Linked DNA regions of Gossypium hirsutum: all the other regions are linked to region 1. The links are chromatin contacts, called in public Hi-C maps. All regions are on one chromosome and are shown on one strand. The core of a region is the stretch at or near the end of the contact, and the rest is flanking DNA. Distances in the headings are between cores, read along the strand shown. Region 1 holds the start of LOC107938547 (histidine kinase 3). Region 2 holds the start of LOC107916524 (squamosa promoter-binding-like protein 2). Region 3 holds the start of LOC107916558.

What was found. A called contact is a pair of places that touch in the nucleus more often than the background predicts.
Region 2: a contact with region 1 is called in a Hi-C map of leaf, with 2.2 times the contacts expected there. The contact joins the promoter of LOC107916524 here to the promoter of LOC107938547 in region 1. A contact is called at or near these places in 7 of 34 Hi-C or Micro-C datasets (callus, hypocotyl, leaf and 2 more).
Region 3: a Hi-C map of leaf shows a contact between it and region 1, with 2.9 times the contacts expected there. The contact joins the promoter of LOC107916558 here to the promoter of LOC107938547 in region 1. A contact is called at or near these places in 5 of 34 Hi-C or Micro-C datasets (callus and leaf).

What each region holds. Positions count from the first base shown.
Region 1 is chrA01:94,042,513-94,047,188 of Gossypium_hirsutum_v2.1, reverse strand. It overlaps LOC107938547 (histidine kinase 3), which reads left to right and starts at 2,547. Exons shown (of 11, transcript XM_016871742.2): 1 at 2,547-3,413; 2 at 3,612-3,893; 3 at 4,096-4,265; 4 at 4,528-4,676. The coding sequence starts at 2,925.
Region 2 is chrA01:94,782,147-94,786,822 of Gossypium_hirsutum_v2.1, reverse strand. LOC107916524 (squamosa promoter-binding-like protein 2) reads right to left here and starts at 2,054. Exons shown (of 6, transcript XM_016845790.2): 1 at 1,913-2,054; 2 at 421-585; 3 at 1-226. The coding sequence starts at 187.
Region 3 is chrA01:93,326,904-93,331,579 of Gossypium_hirsutum_v2.1, reverse strand. LOC107916558 reads right to left here and starts at 2,382. Exons shown (of 8, transcript XM_016845831.2): 1 at 2,171-2,382; 2 at 1,234-1,572; 3 at 585-656; 4 at 361-428; 5 at 66-216. The coding sequence starts at 2,260.

The DNA.
Region 1 (4,676 bases), core at 1,298-3,797:
TAAAAACTATAATCAAATTGAGATAAAAAAAGAAGAAGAAGAAGAAATTACAAAACTGAAAAAATGAAGTGAAATGATAGAATTAAGTTTTTTTTTTTTTAAGAACTATATTTTGATATTTTTGTTCTTATATGAAGCGAGCTTTTTACTCCAACTTTTAACGTAGAACGTGGCAGGCAGATAGACGGGTGTAATAAATGAAACCCCACGGGTGCCACGTAATAAGACGAAGACCCCTTACAGAAACGACACGCAGTGGAGGATGATTGGATAAAGGAAAAGTAGAATAGAGAAGCGGTGCGTTGACGTGGGACATCGCTTTCGCAAAATGGAGTAGTGAATTAGTGATGGTCTAATCAACTTTCCTGACATTGCCGCCCTTCTCTTCGCCACTGCTTTCTACACTTAATTACTGTTTTGCCAACAATCATTAGAATTTGTTATTTATTAATCCATCTTCATTTGAGAGGAGAGAAAAATTTGAAGAATGATGATTGAGCATGTTTCCGAAGCTGGAAACTTAACACAGCCCTGTGGTCTCCCTACATTCTCTTTCTCCTTTAGCCACAACAACTATTATCTCTTTCATTTCCAATCCAATCCACCAAAATTAGTTTATATTTTAAAAAGTCAAATATGCATGCATTTCTATTCACAAAAGCGAAGGGTTAGTGTATTAAATATTTAAGTTTAACATCTATCATTCACAATTATATAATTAAATAAGAATTAATTTTAGTTTCTATTGTATCAATTCTTAGTCCGATCGTATTGTAATAGTTTGATTCTACTTTTTAATTCTTTATACAATTTATGTTGTAATAATTTGATACTTGTGATTCTTTAAACATGTAATTGTAATTGAATTTGAAATTTAGTTTTTGTACTTGTATTTTCAGAAATTTATTCTATCTACTTTTTAAATTTTAAAATTCAAGTCCAACTGTTAATACGGTTAATTTTTTTAGTTGAATTCAAGTTAATTACATTCTTTTTTAATAACATGGCTACTAAGTGAGTACTTTTTTATTTTAAAATGTCACAATAATAAATTTAACCTAAAAAAATTAACAGTATTAATAGCTGGATCTAAAATTTGAAATCTGAAAAGTAAAAAGACTAAATTTCTATAAATACAAGTATAATGACTAAATTCCTAATTTTTGAAAGGTACAAGGACTATTGGCACATTTTAACCAAAAAAATATAATTAGATAAATTAAAAGTTTATGATATACATATAAAATTAATACTTAATTCAAGATAACAATGGGTAAATTAGTCTTTATATATTTCATTCTTTCATTAAATTTAAATTTATGCTATTAAATGTTTATTTTAACATTTTATATATAAAACATAACAATAAATTTAACCATTAATTTTTACACATTCATTGATTTTTTCCCTACTCTTTTGTTTGAACTAAATTAACCATCTAGCAATTTACTATCAACTTTTATCATTTACATGACACTACTTTATCTATATTTTATTACAACAAAAAATTCTAAAATATCGTAGAGCATTAGTAAAAATTAGGTTAAAGACTTGTGTTGTTCATAAAATTGAAATTTAGTTTTTGTATTTTATTCTTAAGAGTTTGATCTTTTATTTTTTAGATTTTAAAATTTAAATTCAATTGTTAATTATATTAATTGTTTTGTTAAATTTATTAATGTGACATTTTGAAATAAAAATATTCACTTGATTGCAATGTAACTAAAAAATAACATTCTAATGAATCTAAATTTAACACAATAATTTTAATAATTTCAATAATTAGACTTAAATTTTAAAATTAAAAAGTATAGGGATTAAATTCTAAATTTATAAATATTAGAGATAATTATGGCATATTTTAAGCTAAAAATTATGATTCCAAAAATTATAAAAAAAAAGTGTCAAAAGATTATAAAAGAAGTTCTAAATTTAAAAATAAAACATAGATGTGATAATAAGATAAAATAGTACTAAAAATTAAGGGTTATTTTGCTTCAAATAAAAAGTATATGCTAAATTAAAAAATAGGGTATAAAAATTAATGACTAAATTTTGTTATTATAGAACAATTTTTTGATATTTTTAATCAGATAATTTTAATAGAAAAATAATATTTACCGTATGAAAGAACCCGAGTTGTATGTTTAGTATACCCTAAATTCAATAATCCAAAATAGGAATTATTGCTACCTTTAATTCAATGAAGCAAGTTCTTAAAAACTCTATCGTCTTCTTGATCTAATGTTTTTGACAACTTCGAAAAATTAGAGGGCTCCTAATCTCAAAAATGGGTACAAAAGTCGAATAAAAAAGAAAAAGAAATTATGTTAATTGGTATAGAAATTTGTTTTCATGCAGAGCAGCAAAGGGTACTTTTGTTATCATAAAGTACAGCCAACCCGAGAATAGAGAGTTAAAAGCGTGTAGAAGTTGTACACTTAGACAAAAAAAGCAAAAAGAAAATTTCTCATTTGTTATATTATTTTATATTTAAAGACAAAAATTAATAAAATATACTGGTAGTACCGGCACTACAGTGTTGCAGTAGTATAATATATAATTAGTGTTTGTAATTAGAAACTCAGAATCTTGTGGGGGGTTTTGATTCTTTTTTGTGGTTATTGTGAAAAAATTTCCTTTTATCTTCCTCAATTCTGGGTTTTCTATTTTGCCATCCTCAGTTAGAAAGCTATATTGCTGGATAAGATAGCATCTTTTTTTCTTTCTCTCACGGTCCAAGGCCTTACAGTCTGTCACATGGTAAATTTGGAGTTTGCTGGGAGAGGGTTCATCTTATCCCAAGGTTCTTTTCTGTTGATGCAGAATTTTACTACACAGTTTCTATAGATTTGACAGTGGGTCTCTGTCTTTAGCTGGAATTAAGAAGGAAGTAAGACCCACAATTGGTCACTGTTTCTTGGATGAGTTTGCTCCATGTATTTGGGTTTGGTTTAAAGGTGGGGCATCTGCTTTGGATGTTATGTTGCTGGGTAGCATCTATGATTTCCATGAACTGGTTCATTAATGGTGAATTTAAGGACGCTGACACAGTTCTCCTTGGTCATAGTGGTAGTAAGATGTGGTTGAAATTCTGGGACAAGTTCTCAAACTATAGCTTCAACATCCACCATCAATATTACCAGTATGTGGGTTCCAAGAGAATTAGCAAGACTTGGTGGAGAAAGCTCTTGTTTTCATGGATAATTGGTTGGATTTTGGCTTCTATTTCTATACTCTATTATATGAGCTTTCAAGCTACCGAAAAGAGGAAGGAGACATTGGCTAGCATGTGTGATGAGAGAGCTAGGATGCTGCAGGATCAGTTTAATGTAAGCATGAACCATATCCAGGCCATCTCCATTTTTATCTCAACTTTCCACCATGGCAAAACCCCCTCGGCTATTGATCAGGTAAGTTAATATCCTCATCTTGTAACTTTTAGTTAAGATAGATGATTATGCATTTCCTTTGCTTTATTGATCAGGATCGGTTTATCAAGTAATGATCTTGTCAACTTGATAGCCAAACCAGGTCTGAGTGTTTGTAGTTAGGAATTATGATCCTTCTTTTTTTGGATAACAAAGGGAACTCACTTTAATCACATCTAGAGGACTTTTGCGAGGTATACGGAACGAACTGCTTTTGAGAGACCTCTTACAAGTGGCGTGGCTTATGCTGTAAGGGTGCTCCACTCGGAAAGGGAACAATTTGAGAAGCAACAGGGCTGGACTATTAAGAGGATGGATACCCTTGAACAAAACCCAGTTCATAAGGATGACTACAATCCTGACCTCTTAGAGCCATCGCCAATTCAGGAAGAATATGCTCCTGTTATCTTTGCGCAGGATATCGTATCACATGTGGTTTCTCTTGATATGCTGTCAGGACAGGTTAGCTCTTTTACTATCTAAAAGCTTATTGAGAAACCCAAGATTCCTTGGATCACTTGTATTAAGCTTAACTCGACTGAAGATTTAATTGTACTACTTTCCAGTTAGGAGGAATAAAATATTTTCAATCTCTCAAGAATTTTGAATTCATTATTAATTACACACTTCAGTTATGAATACTGAATTTCTTGTGTACCGATAGGAGGATAGCAAGAATGTATTGTGTGCAAGAAAATCAGGAAAAGGGGTGCTAACAGCTCCATTTAGGCTACTCAAAACAAATCGTCTTGGAGTTATTTTGACATTTGCGGTCTACAAGAGGGATCTGCCCTTGACTGCAACTCCTACTGAGAGGATTCAAGCTACTGTCGGGTATGTTTTCAGTATGATCAAAAAGTAGGAATGTCCAACAAATGTCTCCTCCTTTTATAAAAATTAATGGGAAGATAAATTCCTTATGCTTCTCATCTCTGAAACCACATACATACATGAAAAAGGTAAAAGCTGCAATAGCTTACAGACATCAATGAAAATAATGCCTTGTTAAAAAGGGTGAACCAAGCTCTTTTCTTTTTAAACGAGATCCCTGATAGGATGCTCTAGTTAATGGCTCTGATAAGATGATCTCAATCAGGTATCTTGGTGGAGTGTTTGATATTGAGTCACTTGTGGAGAAGTTGCTACAACAGCTTGCAAGTAAACAAACAATCCTTGTGAATGTGCTGGATACAACTAATCAGTCGTACCCTATCAGCATGTATGGCTCAAACGCATCAAATGACG
Region 2 (4,676 bases), core at 805-3,304, 740 kb before region 1:
TACCTCCAGCAGCAACAGAAGAATAGAAAGACCCAGAGTTCATTCCTCCCTCTCCATCAATATCCCACTGTTCAGGTCTGAGCTTCCTTGGAATTTCAGTTGGTGTTGCATTTAACATCATCAAGTTTTCCCAGTCCCATTGCAAAGGCGTTTTGGCATTCCAATCCATCGGAGAGATAAAACTCATAGAACACTAAGCACAGTCTTCATATAAAACAGAAGCAACCTGTCACCAGATCCTGAAAGTATAACCTTTGACGTTTGTTCAATTCATAAAGAAAATAAACAGGGCAAAGAAGACTCAATTATGCTAAATTCAACTATACATGAAGGAAACCATTCGTGGACTCCATATGAATACAGAGCATGCAAAACCAAAATTATGCGAAATCATTCTGTTATGTAAAGAACAAATTTTACCTATACATCCAACAGCATCAGAGTCCAATCATCTCTGTTTTTCAGATCTAGAGGAGTGCAACTTAGAAAAATGTCAATCCACTTTAACATAACAATAGTTCGTTCACCCCTTCCCCAATTTTTTTCGCTAAAAGCATTTGCTGATGACACTTCAAATATGCTTCACTGAAAAATGCAACAAATATCAGAGAGGTTGAACTAAACTAGCAACCAATTTTCAAGCCAAGCAAGTTTTTACGCAGATATCAATTTCCATCTTTCTAAAACAGATAACTTAACCAAGGATGCAAAAAAATCATGGATTAGGTCTAAAAATTCGGAGCAAGAAAAGTAGTACAGCTTTTCTCCTTTCATTCTGCAGACAATGACATGTTAATAGCATAATTCCAAAGGATCTCACTATTCACTCTTGTAATAAGTAAGCCTACACCATCCGGATAAAAAGTTTCACTTCAGTCCCAAATAAATAAGTGTGTGCATCAAAGCGCTCCCTAAACTTGCAACACTTGGACCAAAATCCTAGAGGAGTTTACCCTTATCTATCAACCCATCGGAAACTAACTACCAGGTTTTTGCACCATTAACAATAGGCTCTCTCTCACCAATTATTATAGGAAGCAGTAACAGTTTTCAAGGGGTAAAAGAAAAAAAAATCTGACGATTAAACTTCGCTGATGTTACCGTACTCTAAAAAATTTCACATCTTCAATAATTCACTTCAATAATTCAATTATCCGGGCAATCCCACAAAGTAGGTCCCTGACTGAGACCCACAAGAGACCGATGAATACTTGAAAAAAAATTTTGAATTAAACCCTAATCTACCATAAATCAAAAGTTATAGCCTTAAGAAGGGAAAAAGAAAGGTACCCAGCAACCTCTTCGTAGTTCTTACTCCTACGGAAAATATAAGAAGCAATCAACAAAAAAGTCAAATACAAGAAATGCATCAAAAGAGAATCATTTCAAGAAATGAAATTATACTCATAAGTCGTAAATTTATTTTGCATACAGAAGTTAGTAGTTCCGCACTGAAACAGAAACAGAAATAAGAAAACTAATTTCTTTTATAGAAATCATGACAGAAAATAAATTTTAGAAACTATCTGCTCCCTTACCAGCTATCAGCCATCACATCTTTATTCATTTTATAGTAAATAAATTTCAGCCAGAAATATAAAGTGAAAAACAAAAAGAAAAACTGTATATATAAAGAAAACGTAGTCGTTTTCCTTCACTTTCCCCAGAAAACTAGATACCAAAAGGAAAGTAACAATAACGAATTTATTGTTTTTTGAAAATGCATACATAATTTTCTTTTCATATTACCTTTTCTAAAGTTCAAATAATTGATATAATAATAGAAGGTATGAAGAAACTAATGTATCAATCTGAGGTGCAAAAACAAGATGTTTCTCCATTTTTAGAAATTCTAGTTCCTCATTATCACTCTCTTTATTAATCTTTTAAAAAAGAAAGAGAAGAAACTTACTGGTGAGTTACTTACGATCGCCCTCAGCTGAGTCTGACTCGGAGACTGAAAATAGAGGAAAATACAATGGCAGAAACAACTAAAGCGGAAAACAATACCTTCGCTTTTTGGGACGGAAGCATTTTCTTTCCTTACCGTTTTATTTTCTAATTTTATACATTTGAAAATCTGTAGTAATTAAAAATAAGGACACGTGGCGGTAAGAAGTACTTAATAGTGTTCGTAGCGAGCCAGAAAGGAATTTTCAACCGATTCACTTGACTCGGCTATGACGAGTCAACTCGACGATGACAGCTTTAATTCACTTCTTATCCACTTGGATCGACAGCGTGATTGGAAACTACGGCAAGATAAAGATTGATTGTGAAATTAATTAATTAAGTATTAAAATGTGTATTAAATTAAAGATGACGCTGCAATCAATTTTTTTTAACTCAATTTAAATTATTTAAAAAATAATTCCCTTCTGCAATCACTATCACCAGCTTAATTCTCATACTTAGAAGGCTTTCAAAGCTTGGTTAACTTCTCATAGGATTAAAATGACTATTTTAGTTCATTAATCTCATGACATATTGATTTTCCGTCTCCTCCTTAATCATTTCAACTCAGCAGCATGAAAACTTTTCCGAATTCTACGAATCAGCACAGGCAGGGCGATAGGTTCTCCTTGTTGGAAGGAAAATGTTAGCGGAGAGGTTAAAAACAATAGGGACGATGTTCTACAATGTAGTCACTACATAACCCTGGTTAGTCTTGAAGGAAAACCTCTACCCTGTGTGATATACTGCCATGGGAACAGCGGCCGCAGGGCTGATGCTATAATCTTTGCAGCCTTCAAATATTAGCAGTTTTCACTCTTGATCTCGGTTATCCATAAGAGAACATGTCACCCTCACCTTGGCTTGGAACGAAGTAAGCCGTTACTTATGCATTAACATTTTTGTTGATATTGATGGTGGTTTAACATCGTACTACACACAATCAATCTGTCATATAAATTGTTCTTCCAAGTGTTGAATTGTCAAACAAAGAAAATATTTAACATCTTTGTGTGTCAAGCTTGTGGATGATTCCATGTTCCGGCCTTACCTCATAAATAGTAGAAGAGTTGGGTTTAGTATTATCTGATTGTGATTCACAATGGTTAGCGAGAAGAAAACCAAAAAGCGGCGGATTAGAAGATCCATTGGTGACTTTAAAGTTCATATGCATTTGGAAGTGTACTTTCATTTTGCATGGTTGTGGCTTCTGTTACATATGACTTGCTTCTACCAGTTATGGCTATTTACTTGCTTTGTGCTTTTGCTTCTGATTTAGATGGGTTATGAGGCCACCACAAAACCAAGTGATGAGAAATTTAGCATAACTAATTGCATTAAAGCATTGTATAAGATACAAGACATTGAAGAGTGGCTCTATTTTGAATCTCTTCGAAGACCCCACCCTAAGGAAAACCTTTATCTCTTTAGAAGGTGGGCAAGATAAGGCTGACATGCTCGCAAGACAAGTGTGAGAAACATACGATGACTGTGTCTGAGGTAAGGGTGGTTGCATCACAAGTGCTAGGATTTTGACTGCAATTGTTTAATCTTAGGGAGCTTGTTTGTTCAAACATTGGATGTTCTAGTTGTAGGGTTACCGATGTTCACAGGCACGTGTCTACATGTAATTTTGAAGATAGTGGAATTGTGCTTTTGCATTGGGCTACATTCATTTGGTTAATGGTGACCACATTCATCTTCCTCGACTGTTTTAAATCTGTGGCTTCCCCCAAGGGAGTCAGGTCATCAGCTGAAGGGTGGCTTCTCTACATTTAAGCAATAGATTTAGTGTTGAAGATACAAATCTCAAGTGAAGGTCTATTTGATTAAAAAAAATTGTCAGCTGAAGGTACAAATCTCAAATGAAAGTCATTTTGATTAAAAACAAAACATGAGGTAAAAAAATGTCTTGCTAAAAGGTTAACAACTATAAATTTAGTGTTATTCCCTCGTAATAATACGAGAAAAAGAGTAAAATAGTGAATTACCAATTTAAATTTTTTTTAAGGTAAATTGAGTTTTTCAGTAATATTTGGAAAATTTTTCGAGATGAGATTCGTGTAATATTCATATATATATAATATGTAGGAAAAATTATTTTTATGGGAATTTTGAGGCATATTCTCAATAGGTAAAGGTAGAGAGTTGAATTATAAAATTATGGTTTCATATTCTACTCTATGAAACCTTTAAAATGGTATATCATATGCTCAAAATGGTTGAGTGATGAATGAAAAATGGCTTAGATCCCACATTGGTTAGATACCAAGTGTGAGATGTCTTTATATATGTGAACTCTCTTAAAAGATTATTGAATGATTAAGTTTGTAACCTTGCCTTGTGCCCAATGAGGGAATGTAGGTCCAAACTTGATAGAGTTAAAGCACACTTACATGATATAGGCAATGTAAAATTTGCTTATATGAAATTTTTAAATCAAATAGATTTTGTGGATTTTTTTTCCAAAATTCCAACTCAACTAGTTCAGGACTCCATTTGCTAGCCTCGCAGATAATTTCATTACCCTCGCGGGCAAGGTCACGTCCCTCATTACAAGCTTGTACACATGCTTCTAAAGCTACTCGATTAGCTACGGCACTCGGTGCATTTCTCTAAGGGTGTCCTAAAGTTCGTCCACCGAATTATAGTACAGAATCATCTCCAAAGATCTCGATCAAAGCAAGCATATGCCAAACGTGAATACCCCCGAAGCTACGGGC
Region 3 (4,676 bases), core at 1,133-3,632, 720 kb after region 1:
AGCAGCGGCATGCCATGTCAATCTAACTAGTAAAAAAAGACCAAGGGAGAGGGAGAGAGACTTACAAGTATTGCAACCATACGATAACCGGTTAAGCTTCTTGTAGTTGAAGCTAAATATTCATCATAGCGAGAATCCAGTAAGCTGTGATCTGTTGAGACCACTGCTATAAAGCCAGAATTGTTTAACTCCCTCCTAGATATCTCCCAATTGCCCCTGATTTCATAATAAAAAAAAGAGAGGCATAAAGGTTACTTATTCATAAAACTCTAGAGAAAAATGAAGCACTTTAAAATCTCTTAATCTGACTAGAAGTTCTTAGTTAATACCTAAAACAGTTAAATTTCAAACAAAACTTACCTGAAGTTCATTGGAATACGCCCAATATGAAACAAGGGAGGTGGCGCGGTATAACCTGGCCTGAATTGCTGTAATGCAGAAGATGTATGATCACATAAATTTAGGTAAGAAACTATATATCAATGAAGAATTCGAGCTCCATACTACTATAAGAAATTGGAGTTAGAAGGGGAAAAAAAATGCTTTAACAAGAACCTTGGGTCGTGAATGTAAAATTATGGTACCTGATGGCATATTTCACAGGTGGTGTTGCCCTTCTCATTGCACCATCTCTGTACACATCTGCGATGCGCATACTGTAATAAAAATAAAACGGGTTAGTAGAAAAATCAAGCTTCAACTAATCAAACTAGCTAAACCCTTCAGAAGGAAATGCATATTCACAGGTTCCCCTAGACTGGATTCTTTAAAAAGATTTACTGAAAATGAATGAGTATTGAAGGATATAGGAGCCCGATTGAAACTGATGATGTATTCAAACTTCTAAGGAGCAAAAACTACACAAAGTTCATCACATCATTTACCTAAAATTGGAAACAAAATGTTGTCAAAGTTGCAAGGCGCACTCTAGGCACTAGAACCCTTATATTGCATGAGGTGCAACTTGAAACACAAAAGTGCTCATATGAGTGAGTAAGGCGATATATGTATATGTGTAAGGCTAAGATATATAATTATAATAAGAAACTCTAAAAGAGTGATCTAATTTATCTATAAAACATGCAAAAGTTTCACTTATGTTATCAAGTGCGGCGCCATGAGAACACTGCAAATCATTATAGTGAAAAATTTGTGTGGTTATCTTAATATACATAACATTACAGATATATTCAAATTCTGAAAAAAGTATAGTCAAGTAAGCACCAAACTAACCTTCAAGCTGCCACAACAAGCACAAGGGGTCTCCATATTCGAGTCTACATCCTCATCTTGGCATATCCTACATTCAACAATTCCCCCCAGGGAGGATAAATTCAACTTTGGAGAAGAGTTGAATACCTTAGTGTCATCAACCACTGGTGCAGTGGCCTGAAAAGACCGGTTCCGGCTTTCAATTGCAGCTTCCAATGTGGATTCAGTTATCAACCGGTCCACTAGTAATACAAAATGATCCCCCATAATCAGATACAAAAATGAAAACTCAACAATCAGCTTTAAACAAGCCAAAGACAAGGCAGGAACAGTTTTGATCAAGTTCTCTTGTTTAATTTCCTGCTGTGAACAACAACTACAAATGATTAGAAACAATAAAAAAACTTTCAAAATTTAGGTGTTAGTATATAAGATTTAAGTTCATATAAAGCCCCTCTCAACTGCGGAACTGAAACCAGGAGAATTGGGGACACCCTAACAAGTGCATGTAATAAAGTATGGACAAAAGCACCTCATAGAAAGTTAAGAAGAAATTTTCTCAGAAACGAACAGCATCAAAAGCTCGACATATTGGAGCAAATACAGATATAAAGTTAAAAAGTTAAAAAAATTTTGAAAAGGTTAAGCAGAGGAGGAAAAGGGAGAGACGAAAAGAAAAAGAGGGGCTTTTTGACAGGCACTTAATACAAATGCCTTCAGAAAAAGAAAACCCACAAAAGCAAACAAATTGGCATGAAGCCATTGAAGAAAATACATCCAAAAACATTCTAAAGAAAACAGAATGAAGAAAGGGAAGTACCCAAAGAAGCCAAAAAGACAAAAAGAAAGGAAAAGAGGAATGGGAGGGAAAAAGGTAGCAATAACAAAGGGGGCAAAAAAGAGAGAGTGCTTTACGATTACAAGAGCATTAAAGCATAAAAGAAAAGAGGAAACTTACAAGAAAGGGATCGTTTTTCTTCAAGCAAAGGGAGCTTCTTTTTTGGTTTCTGTGAAAAATAAGGTATGGGGTTTTGAGGTAAATAAGCATGCATTGGAATGAGGTGTTTCAGTCATTATATATGGGATTTCATTTCTGTTATGATTTTGGTGAGGGGGGAGGAAGATTCTTGAGCCACCACCCCGCATTTCCCGTTTTAATATTTTAAAAACGAGTACAGGTTTTTGCACTCTTTCTTAATTATATTGGGTCAATATTGGCGGACTAAGATGTAGACTTGTTCAAGTTGAGCCAGGCCCATTTAACATTCTCTTTCTAAATTGAATCCCAAATAAGGCAAATTCTTTTCCATTTCTTTATGGGAAAACACTATTAATTCCACTCCATTCTTAATTCAACTATGGTCCAACCACCTAATTAATCAAACTAGAAATGGAAATTTAAAACATAAATATTTGTTTAAAAGTAAGATATATACGACTGATGTAGATAACAAATTGTATATATTAAAATAAATGTATAAAATACATCAAAATGAATGACTAAAATACTCTCGAATAATAAAAAGATTTTAATTACAAAAAAGATGTTTTTTCATAATTTTTTTAACCCAATTGAGAGCAGTCAATGGTTTTAATAAATACTATAAAATAATATGAAAAATGTAAAATAGGGAAAACCAAAGGAAAAATTCTTTTTAACTAAATTATAAACACATTTAAATAACAATGACATAAACATTAATGATAGATTACAAAATCAAATTAAATCTGTTGTGTTTTTGAGTATTTTGTTTAGGTTTGTGGAGACGTCAGATAGTTCTGATAAACAAAACTATTTTATTTGCTTTGCTCTGCTGCGGGCTAAGTAGTCGGCTAGGTTTTTTATTTGTCGGACTGTTTACCTAATTTAAACTACTGTTCATTATAAAATATTAAGACTTAAATGTTAAATTGAAAATTGCAATCATTTCAACTATTACTTCAAAGCTAGCAATTAATTAAACTTTTCAAATATTTTTCTTATAATAACATTTAACCTATTATTTCACGTTATGTTTAACATGAAAACTGTTGTATGTGTCGGTTTAATTGATTTTTAAATAAATTTATGAGCTCTTAATTTAATTTTTAATTATTTTACGATGGTTTAATTATTTTTTAAATACAAGTGTCAAACAAATATGTTGCGACAAACTCCAGTCGAGCTCTTTTTAAGTTTAGATTATTTCGAGTTCAGATCAATTCAGGTTTGAATATTCTTGAGTTAAAAGTTTGTGTTGTTTTAATTGATTTTTTAAAATATATTTTGAAGCTTTCTATAATATAATAATAGTTGTATACATAGTTATATACTATATTATTATATTGTGAAATAGTATATCATCTTTTGTTGTTAGCTATTAAAACTGACTTACCTAACCAAATCGAACCAGATCAAGCAAATCAAGTGTTAAATTCAAATTTTATTTCAATAATAGTTATGTATATGTTGTAACGACCTGATTTTAAACAGTATTGGAAAACATAATTTTAAAATAGATTTTGTAAATTAAACTAGTGAATTATTAACTGAAGAGTTGACGTATCTAGTATAAGATTATAATATTGAATTATCGAGCAATTAAATTGAGAAAGTTGTTAATTATGATACAGGGACTAAATTGCAAATGAGTCATCACAAGTGAGAAAGAGAAAACACATTTTTACGGTTATTTTAAGAAATTCTTAATCAATTAGAAACCAACCAACTATATAAGAGAAACAAAAAATCTTCATTATTTATTACAACTCTACTCATTATATATGATGTTTCAAACACTTAATAAACATCCACAAATGATAAAATTCGGTTAACCTCTACTTGCATTTCATAAGCCAACCTAAGTAGTAAACTTTTAAATGTGTCTACACCTTGTTGAACGTATTGGGAAACAATATCCGACGAGATACCTTTTGACAAAGAAAGTATTCTTGATGGTTGGTGTTCATCAGTTTTAACTCTTTTCATTTCTGTTTCTTTTCTTGAAAATGACTTGATTACAATACTTGGTGATTGGTTAAATAAATTGAAAAAGGTAAGACTTTCTCGGGTAGAATACACGACAACAATATGCATTTTATGTACCTTGCCCTTCTCTCTTGGATAAAATATTTGTCTTTTCGACTCCTGTCTTATGTTTTAAACTAAAGTGACAAATTTAACCGATGTTTCAGTTTTAATATAAAAAAAAAAGCAATTTAGATACTTTTTGATAAATTATGTTCATGTCTTGTTGGAATGACAAATTGTGCTAAAGGTGTTTAGTTTTCGTTTTTATGATTTTCTTGATTGATTTCCTTTCAATGAAATGAGCTTTTAAATTCCAATACTCTAAACCAATTCCAAAGTCATTTCATTATAATCTTCATTTCTATACAAGTTTTGTCATATGTATTTCAAATTTGGTTGCTTCATCTAAATATATTATTAATATGACATTGTTCTTTAATTCTTGATTGAATAC